Regions from separate parts of the Hordeum vulgare genome. Here region 2 is linked to region 1. A link is a contact called in public Hi-C data. All regions are on one chromosome and are shown on one strand. The core of a region is the stretch at or near the end of the contact, and the rest is flanking DNA. Distances in the headings are between cores, read along the strand shown. Region 1 overlaps LOC123443533 (exportin-7-A). Region 2 holds the start of LOC123439802 (calmodulin-binding protein 25-like).

Region 1 (4,793 bases), core at 783-3,282:
TAATAATATTTCATATTTGGAGTATTATTCGTCCAATTAAGCCCCCAAGACGACCTCGTATGAGAAAATGTTCAGCACAGATTGTCTTCGTCTCATCGAAACGATAGATTTTGATATAAGTCATCTAGATCCGTGATCGTATGCAAAAGTTAGAGCCATCAAAGTGCAGCCCTACTACGAGGCAAAAAGTGACGCGAAGGATCACACAACCACATAGGTGATGTTCGATGGGTCGTGTGAGCTGTTCGGCCCTTAAGATGGCCTCTAATGGAAAAAATCTACAACATGAAAAAGTTTCAACGACCGATATATATATATATATATATATATATATATATATATATATATATATATATATATATATATATATCGTCTCAATCCTAGGTCATATGCAACCTCGAGAGGTAAAACAAGATCAGACTAAAGTTTCAGTAGGAAAATCCGAGTGAAACGGCTTGCCGACAAAGAGGTTGCTGGTCGTGGGAAAAACTTGTCGCGGAAGAACTTTCAGGAAAAGATCTTGCCGGGTGAAAGTCGTGCCGGGCAAAGAGCTTGTCGAATGGGTGAAAGCTTGCCGGCCAAGTGGAAAATATCAATTTTGGTCAATCCGATTAGAAGCTAAAGATGGGATCAAACGATTATCTAGATGACCTCGTATGGAAAAGTGTTCTAAACGAAAATTATGCCTATCGTCGAAACGGTCAACTTTGCTTTTGGAGTCATCATCATTTGAGATAATATACGGCCTGTAAAATCTCTACAAAACTCAGATAGTCTAGTCAGTCATAGGACCGAATCTGATTGGAAGTTAAAAGATGATCTCGTGGAGTATTTAAGATGACCTTATTTGGAAAAGGAAGAATTGTTTGTCTCGTCAAAACGATTGATTTGGATTAAAAAATGTCTCGGTCATATGCAAATTCTGTAGACTTTGCAAGGAGCAAGACAAAAGTTTGGACCGGAATTGGGTTGAATCCGAGTTAGACTAGAGCTAGGACTGTAGGTGTGAATTGATTTTTTTGTGGGAAAAGCCGAAATGAATCATTTGTTTGTACGAGAAGTCTAACCACCTCATATATGCCGTGAAGGTGACGGCCCATTGAAAAAACACACAAACGAACAAATTAATCTATACTACTTTTGCATCTACTTTTTATCTCTTCATCGTTTTTCTCTCTCGTTCTTCGTTGTTCTTCGAGTTTGGGAGCTACGAATCGGAGGCTCTAGGGACGAGCGAATCAACATAGGGCAGCTCATAGCTGCGGCACTCCCTAACGGGTTTCTTTCCAGACGTGCCGGGTTTTGGATGTCTTGCGTATCACGCTGCCGGTTGGACCTCCCTCAACGTAAGCTGCCGGTGTATCACCTCCGACGTTGTGGTTAACATGTTCGTATGTCAACAGATCCCAGTTGAGATAATCCTTTCCTGGTACCAAAGTACAGCCGCCAATTTCAGGAATTAAGAACTCAGTTTGATTCGAAGGATTCAAGATATGATCAAACTTCACTCCATGTCAATATTACCTTCCGTTCACTAACTGTGCTTGCTCCTGATTTTCTTGTTCTTTCTTTCTAAAAATTCATTTTAAATACTTGCATATACTACATATTAAAAAATCATTTTTAATACTTGCATATATACCACGCAAGGTTCGTTTCGAAACATTGGAGAATTGACTTCAAGGCATGCGATACTCTTCTCGCAACTTTGCGCACTTAGTTCTGGGTATTTCTTCTCTTCTCCAATAATCTTCACAAGAGCTAGGCATCCCTATCTGCAGTGGCCTGAATTCAATGCAACAAACTGTATAAGGGTAAGAAGCGTACACAGATGTAATGTACGGGCAATAAAGGCTGGCGTTGATCAAAACAATTACCATGTCAAATACATTAAACCAAACAAAATACATTAAAACAAACAATAGTTTGAAATGCTGCCAAGCAAATGAGTCGGTCACGCAGGACTACATAGCCAATCGGCTGCAGATCCTAGTACTCCCAAGCACTTGAAATAGAACACTGCCTGCAAAGCACCAAACGAATAAATTGGCAGCCACCCCCATCACCTGCGCAAAACCATCAAAAGGAAACACCAACACAACTAAATGCTGACAGATTGACCTGTACAAAAGGTGTTAAAAGACGGTATTGATGTACATGGGGCAAGATTTCCCCTCTCTCTCAGACTACCAAATCCACATTTTAGCAAGCCAACATGGCCATTTACATCATTTCCATTCTAACTTTTTAACCAATGAATTAAGCAAGTGATGCCTGTTGTCCCCCTAACAACTTGGGGTAACAGCAATCACGATGAATGTTGCTGTACAAGCAAAGGGACGCAGTGGTAAAACAAGTCAATCCCCATCATTCACCATTCTGATACGGACAACAAGCTAAGAGACTTATAACTGCTTTTCACCACAGCATGCAGCGACAAAGCCCTACATCTTTCAGCCAATGCAAACTAAACTGCGTTTTTTTAGCACAAGTTTTTTTTTCAACTAATGGTGATTCCTATGATGCAAACAAGTTGGTATTTACAGCAATGCAGAAGCGCCTCCTTCAAACTTGCAAGTAATCCTGATCGACTGTCACTTCGCTCGGAAATCATGTCTGAATGTTGTGAGATTTTGAGTGAATCTGTCTCTGTTCTTTGGTTCCAAGCTCCTTGTGACATCAGTCATGAGCTTATCGAAACACTGTGAGAGGCGTTGTTGCTGATCTACAGGCTGCAGACAACAGAAGTGTTAGCTCTTAGATCGATAATCACCCTTCTGTTAGTTACAGTAACATAAGAAAGAAAATTGGGAGGATCAGTATAACTATCATAGCATAACTCTAGTGAGATGACACAGTTCAAACTACAGAAGATATCCTGTTTAAGGAAACAAACAATAGTTCACCCAGTATGTTATTTTTGACAGGGAGGCCCAGTATATTATTTATTTTCACATGTGCTACTTCCTCCTATCCATATTAATTGGCGTACACTTGATACAACTTGTACTAAGTGAGCGACAATTAATATGGATCAGTGGGAGTACTTGAAATAGATTATTCCAATACTATCGACAATTAAGATGTCACCAAACGGTAGTTCAGTTAGAAATATGTATTATCCTTGCAATAGATTATTCCAGTACTATTTACTCCCTCCATTCCTAAATATAAGCCCTTCTAGAGATTCCAATATGGATTACATACAGAGCAAAATGAGTGAATCTACACTCTAAAATATGTCTATATACATGAATGCATCCGTATGTAGTCTGTATTGAAATCTCTAAAAAGGCTTATATTTAGAAATGGAGAAAATACTATTAAGATGTTATCAAAAGATAGTTCAGTTAGAAATATGTATGATATTTCTTCACCAACTTGATACGCTTTACTACATGTGAAATCAAGATAATCACAATGTAACTTCAATAGACTAGTTGCAGCCTCTAGCACATACTCCCTCCGTCCGGAATTAACTGTTGCTGAAATCCGTCCGGAATTAACTGTCGCTGAAATCATTTCAGTGACAGCTAATTCCGGACGGAGGTTGTATTTTTTTCATACCAAACATAACTGGTACATTAAGTATATCAAAACTTGTATGTTAAATATATCAAAACTTGTATGCTAAATATATCAAAACTTGTATAGTTCATCTTACCCTAAACATTTCCCGCAGGAACAACGCTAAAGAGTTATAAGGATCAATTTTTAAAAAGTTACTTATTCTGCAATCTGACTATCAAGCAAACATTGTTGAAAGCTTCGATGATATATGCATAATGTATTCACAGTTTCTGGTGCAATCCTAAAAATTAATACCACCTAAGTAGAACACCTGGAACAAAAAACCTAGCCCTCCTAAATTACGTCAGATGTATTTGCCCATATGTACCATCTATTTGATAATAGTGCAAACAATTAACACCAAAAATTTGACCGAAACTTGATATGCGACATGATAGTCATAACAAATCTCAAATGTAGTTTTCCTGGTACATTTGTTTCGTCAAAATCATAGACAGAGCTACACTCTTAAGGAAATATTTCACAAAGGTTTACTTTTGACTTGTTTTCTGACATTTACTCAAGAAAATTATATCCTTGCCATGAAATAAAATAGAGACCTAAACACTGATGACAAAATGAAGTTCAACAAGTGAAGAAAAAGAAGGGGAAAGGACAAAATACATAATAGAACTTAGAGCAAAAGAGCAATCTAACCTGTGAGGCTAATATCTGCGCTCTCAGATCACTAAACATCTGCACGCCAAAACAGAAAAAAAAAAATCAAAATTACATGAAAACGATACGAAGTAGAAGAGAAAGAGAGAACAGAAACATGTTACCAACAACAATAATAAGAGAGGCACCTGTTCACTGATCATTATCAAACTAAGTATTGGTCTACTGAGACTCCACTGGTTACCCGCGTCCTCGAAGATAATGATTTCAAAAAGTGACTTCAGTATCTGTTGCAGAAAAAATATTATTATTATCATTACATAGCAACCTTTCCGAATATGGTACAAAAGGTTAGCGTCACAAACCTGAGGAAACAAACTGGGGAGCTCCCCAATATGTCGAGCAAGATTCAGTGCAGCTGGTGATGGTGGATTATCACCAGCTGTTATATTGTTAAAATAGAAAGCTGCCAAGCTATCAATGGCAGAAGCACACTGCCAAAAGAAAACAATAGAATGCATATCAACCCAAACAGCCATAGTGTCAGGCATATGCATAAGTAATAGAAAGATTTCCTTGCAACAGAACTTAATAAACTAGCTTCA
Region 2 (4,973 bases), core at 1,603-4,102, 540 kb before region 1:
AGTTGGAGCACCCCTGCAGGGTTTAATCTTTCGGAAAGCCGTGCCCGCGGTTATGTGGCATCTTGGAATATTTTGTTAACATCTGGTATTAGATAACTCAAACATAAGCTAATAAAATTGCCAACTGTGTGCGTAACCGTGACTGTCCCCTCGAAGATCTCTCTTCGATCGGGAACACGGTGGGGTTATGAATGCCGTAGGTAGGTGTTCAGGATCACTTAGTGATCAAGCAATCACGACCGCTAGTGTAGACCAACTTTATAACTGCTTTACGTATGTTAGCCACTAAATCAAGCTTAGGATGCTGCAGCCTTAAACACTTCACCTTACCCTACCTAATAACATGACTAGTTCTGGCACCAAGGTCTTAGATTGCTGAGTCCCCGTGGCTCACGGATTCCTCCGAAACTCCCAACAGGTACAGGTACCCCAGAGGCAGATGATCCCAACGGCACTCAGCTGGCGTGGCAGTACGACGAGGAGACAGACCGCCTCTACGTGAACTATCCAGAGGACTGAGGCGTGGTCGTGATCGTGGGCCTGCAGGCAGGGTAGCATAGCATTTCCATGTTTTGTAGTCCGTAGCGGAACTACCTTGATTGTATCTGTGATGTACTCTGAGTTATTAATGAGAAGACAATTGAATCCCGAATTGTCCATTTTTATTATTATTTGTGCTGTGTTACTTGCTTGCGAAACGCTTAGATGCGCTTCTTTCCTATTCGGGGCCTCGACCCCCAGATCGGAAAATGACCGCATCTTGGTCGTTACAGCGTTGTCACGAGAGTGGTGCTCGGTGTGTCCCGGTCTGTCTGGTAAGAAAAGCCGTATTACAAATAGCATCAACACGTTGTCCTTTGGCTATAAAGCAACTATAGAACCGAAAATGCCTATTGGAGCTCGGGCTCCATGGCACCCTTTGTTTAAAAAAATCAAAAATAAAAATTTCTATTTCAACTTTTTTTAAAAATATGCAAATACACAAGGATGAAATGTATATGTGTGTAAAAATTCAAGATGAAATACCTTAAGATTCAATATGTGCAGTTCATGGGATGAATAGTATCATATGTTAAGAAATCACAAATTTGTTTCTTTTACACAGACCTAGTTTCAACGTATTTTATTCTAAAAATTTACACACATGTGTGTGATGCCTCTATGTATATCCATATGTATTTCCAGATTTTTTAAAAATGTGAAAATGCAAATTTTGATGAATTTTAGGTTTAAAAAAAATAAGGCTCAATGGAGGCCGAGCTTCAAAATGCCCCGCTCCTATAGAACCATGTAGCTATCGGTTCTAATCTCCTCCACCGTCCACGTCGCAGCGCACGATGGCAACGCTCCAAAGCTCTGCTTATTTACAGTACCTGCCTGGCTCCATCCATCACTGTCAAAAACGGTAGCTGAACAGCTCAAAAAAGAAAAAATGGTAGCTGAAAGGCAGGGCATGTTTAGAGCAAGTATAATAAGGTAAAGTCAGTAGACTGTAAGAATTAAAATACTATATTTTTACTGAGTTAGATGAGAAAGAAGAGGAGAGAGAAGGTAAGCGGGCTCTTCGTAAAGAGCCAGCTCTTACACGTGCTCCTAGATGCTTTGTGAGAATGAAATGTGGGACATATATAATAAAAATAGTACTCTTTTATAGTTAACTATTTTACAAGCTAGCTATAAGATAGGCTATAAGACTGCTTATAGCCAGCAGTTGGCTATACTATTAACCATATTAACCATGCTCTTAAGACCTTCACACTTTGTAATGCCTACTGTAGTTAGTAGTACTAGCTAGATTTGGATTAGACTACGAGTGATTAACAAGATGATTAACCGCCGCTAATTCACTTTACAAAACTACTCCTAGTAGGATCTCAACAAAAAAGGTATTGGATTTCCCACCGCCACGACAGCATCTAGGGTACTCTCCATGCATGTTCGAGCTAAACCATCGACCACTCCCGACCATCTGATCCTCACATCGAGAGGACCAACAACACACTAAAGGCGCTAGCATAATAAGAGAAGGAAAAAAAAAAGGCTAATCCTTGAGAAGTTCACATCATTCCCCAGCTCTCCAAGTCCAATGTCGGGAAGGAGGACACGGCGGGCGGCGCGGTCATCATCGCTTCCAGCTCCTGCATCAGCTGCAACGACGAGTCGTCCGCCATCGCGGGCATTGCTGTCGCCGCCGCCGCTCCACCCGACGTCTTGTCCTCCCAACGCTGCTGCGATAGCGACGGCGCCTGGTCCTGGTGCAGCAAGAAGCAGGCGGACGTGTCCAGCGTCGGGAGCACAAAAGCGAGCGGGTCCGGCCTGCGCGGCGCTGGCACGGCGGAGGCTTTCTCCGCGCCTGGAAGGGCGTAGCCGGTGATCTCCTGCACCATGCGACGGAAGTTGGCCGGGTCGGCGCTGATGTACGTGGTCTGCGGGCGGCGGGACACCCGGGGCTTCCGCTTGGAGACGCGGCCCGTGCACTGCCGCGCCGCCGCCTCCGCCGCCGAGCTTGGCCTGCAGCTTACGGCGGGCAGCGCTGGCGCGTCGTACGGGGCGGAGGACAGGTCGGACGCGGAGGAGGTGGTGGTGGAGGAAGAGGAAGGCGTCCGGGATGACGGCGAGGCGGAGGCGGAGGCGCGAGCGAGCGCAGTGGCGAGCGCCTCGTTCTCGAAGGCGGCGGCGGCGGGGGAGAGCCAGGCGGTGTATGGCCAGGCACAGGGAGCCGGGACGGGCGCTGGGAGGTGGGACCAGGTGGCGTCGAGGCTCGCGCAGCTGTTGGCCATGGGAGGGAGTGGGAGCAGCTTTGCTTCCTGGATTGGGGGTTTGAAGTGGACCGATGCCGAGTGAGAGCGCGGCGGGGATTTATAAAGTGAGCGAACGGCATCATAACAGGATGGCGATGGCCAAGCAAATGGTGAACGTACCCAGCGCCACTGGAGTAATAACCTTTTTTTCTTAGAAAAAAGTTAAATAATCTTGGTAGGGTTCACGACGACGGCGAGGAGAAACCGCGTTGCGGCGTGGGCCGCGCAGCCAGCAGCGAGCGCGGTGGGCACGGCGCCGTGTGTGCGCTGCTGGTGCCACACCCGTCCTGGCGGCTAATCGTCTCATCACGCCACGTACGTCGCCTTTTTTACTTCTTCTCTCTCGGTCTCGGCGTACTCTCGCTGGCTGCTTCTTCTGGAGATTTTTTTTTGCGGCTCCTTTCTCCTTTCGAGAGGACACTAGCGAGCGTGGCCCTGTGGCGGTAATTCTTCTTGCTGCCCAAGCTAGCCAGGAGGGCTGCCTTGTTCCCCTAGAATTGTGAATCCAGTCTTGCATGCCAAGCCAAGGTAAACTAGAGTAGCAGCTGCAAATGTTTATTGATGTAATGTCACCAGATCTTAAATGCTCGATCCGTATTTTATTCAGCCAGCAGTTTCCTACAACGACGACGAGTAAACTAATCACAGTGCTCGGCATCAAGTAAGCCGTACAGAATAACCAACAGAATGTAATACTGTTGTTGTACATCAATTACTTCAGTTGATAAGAGCAACTCCAACGGAACGATTCATTTCGTCCGTCGTCGTTCGTTTGGGTCAATGTAAACAAAAGTGATGACCCAACGCATAGATCCATTGTCAAAACGCGTCCGCATATTCGGCTAAAATTTGACACTGAAATACGTCGACGCGGACATGAAGCGGACGCGCGCGCGTCCTCTCGATGTCCTCATGTGACCGGTCTGGCCTACTTGTCACACAGCCACCCACCTATCTCTACCAGCTTATTTAATTCGCTGGTCCACCCCATCCACCTCTCTCCTATTATTTTAATAGAACAGTGTTGCTGCCCACTTGCTTTTCGTTGGGTACATGTGTTGATTTATTAAGAAAAACGATAATGAATAGACCGGTGGACGATTCAAACGGATAAAAAACATAAAAACGCTGTCTGTTTGAATCGTTTCGTTGGAGTTGCTCTAAGCATGATTAGCAAGTGGAGCATTGCTATGCGGCGCTGTGTGAACAGCATTCAGTGATAACGTTGGATATTGACTCGGCACGAAGGTGACACTCTCCTGTCCTACCTGCCACACATGGACGCTCCCATCGTCTTTCTCTGTTCGTTGAGTTGCTTCAACACAAAGGAAGAAAGAAAAGAGTCGTCGCCTCGTAGACGGGGAGTCAAAACGCGTTGTCATACGCTGGTACGCCTTTGGCCTATCTGGCCTGACTGGCCATAGCCCATATGTATGTATGAACGGAGGTGGATGTGTGTGGATCTGTTTTCAGCTGAATTGAGCTGGCCCTGGTCGACTCATCAGAAAGATTCCATATTCCATCCGCTTTATCAGCAACCAGGCGTCAGTCAATCACATCGGTTGACATGGCCACAAGTCACATGAAGGCGAAGAAGGCGGTTGCCATATCTATTTTTGTTTGTGCTGTATCTGTGTCTCAGTTGAGCTTAACCGAGGATAAGTGAGCAAAATAATAACAATTTAACATATGTATATTGATTGGTTCATTGCATATTTTCTAGCCTACATGGAGCGAAACAGGGAACTGCTGTATTCCCGTACATTGTAATGGAAAGGGGTGTTTGCCCGGTTAAAAAAAAACATGAAACGAAACAAAAGATAGGTTATTTGATGGTCCGTTTGTTTAGACAGAAACAAGTGGTGAGGTTACCAACACACTAGGCATGTTGAACAAATCAAAGACACACAAATAGATAGCATATAAACATAGGTTTAAACCGAATCAATTAGTTCTAAACATATGCTATGGCCCTAAGATGAAGCAGTTTTCAAACAAATTGATACGATATAGTCATAATCAAACCACATGCGCAATAGAGAGCTCTCGTACATCGTCATGCCTCCCCACTTGGTCACCGCTTCAATGTCGCTGTCGCTGAGGGCGATCACCTTTAGGGTGTCGAGAGTCCACAAGTTGAAGGTCATCATGTACCCGCTTTGATAGCACGCT

Evidence for each region. Hi-C and Micro-C count contacts between places; a contact is called where the count stands out from the background.
Region 2: a Hi-C map of leaf shows a contact between it and region 1, with 2.7 times the contacts expected there. The contact joins the promoter of LOC123439802 here to the enhancer-like site in region 1. A contact is called at or near these places in 1 of 6 Hi-C or Micro-C datasets (leaf) and 1 of 1 datasets of contacts at active chromatin or transcription factors (embryo).

The regions. Positions count from the first base shown.
Region 1 is chr3H:209,150,285-209,155,077 of MorexV3_pseudomolecules_assembly, reverse strand. LOC123443533 (exportin-7-A) reads right to left here. Exons shown (of 30, transcript XM_045119941.1): 27 at 4,554-4,682; 28 at 4,377-4,475; 29 at 4,228-4,266; 30 at 2,149-2,732. The coding sequence ends at 2,595. Among protein-coding and RNA genes, the nearest start is that of LOC123443533, 18 kb to the right of the region's middle. Within about 2 kb of position 2,032, at least 2 of the 3 cell types and tissues checked have open chromatin away from gene starts, as enhancers often do. A contact at or near this core is called in leaf, where this site is marked.
Region 2 is chr3H:209,690,933-209,695,905 of MorexV3_pseudomolecules_assembly, reverse strand. LOC123439802 (calmodulin-binding protein 25-like) reads right to left here and starts at 2,852. Exons shown (of 1, transcript XM_045116472.1): 1 at 1,788-2,852. The coding sequence starts at 2,780. The coding sequence ends at 2,058.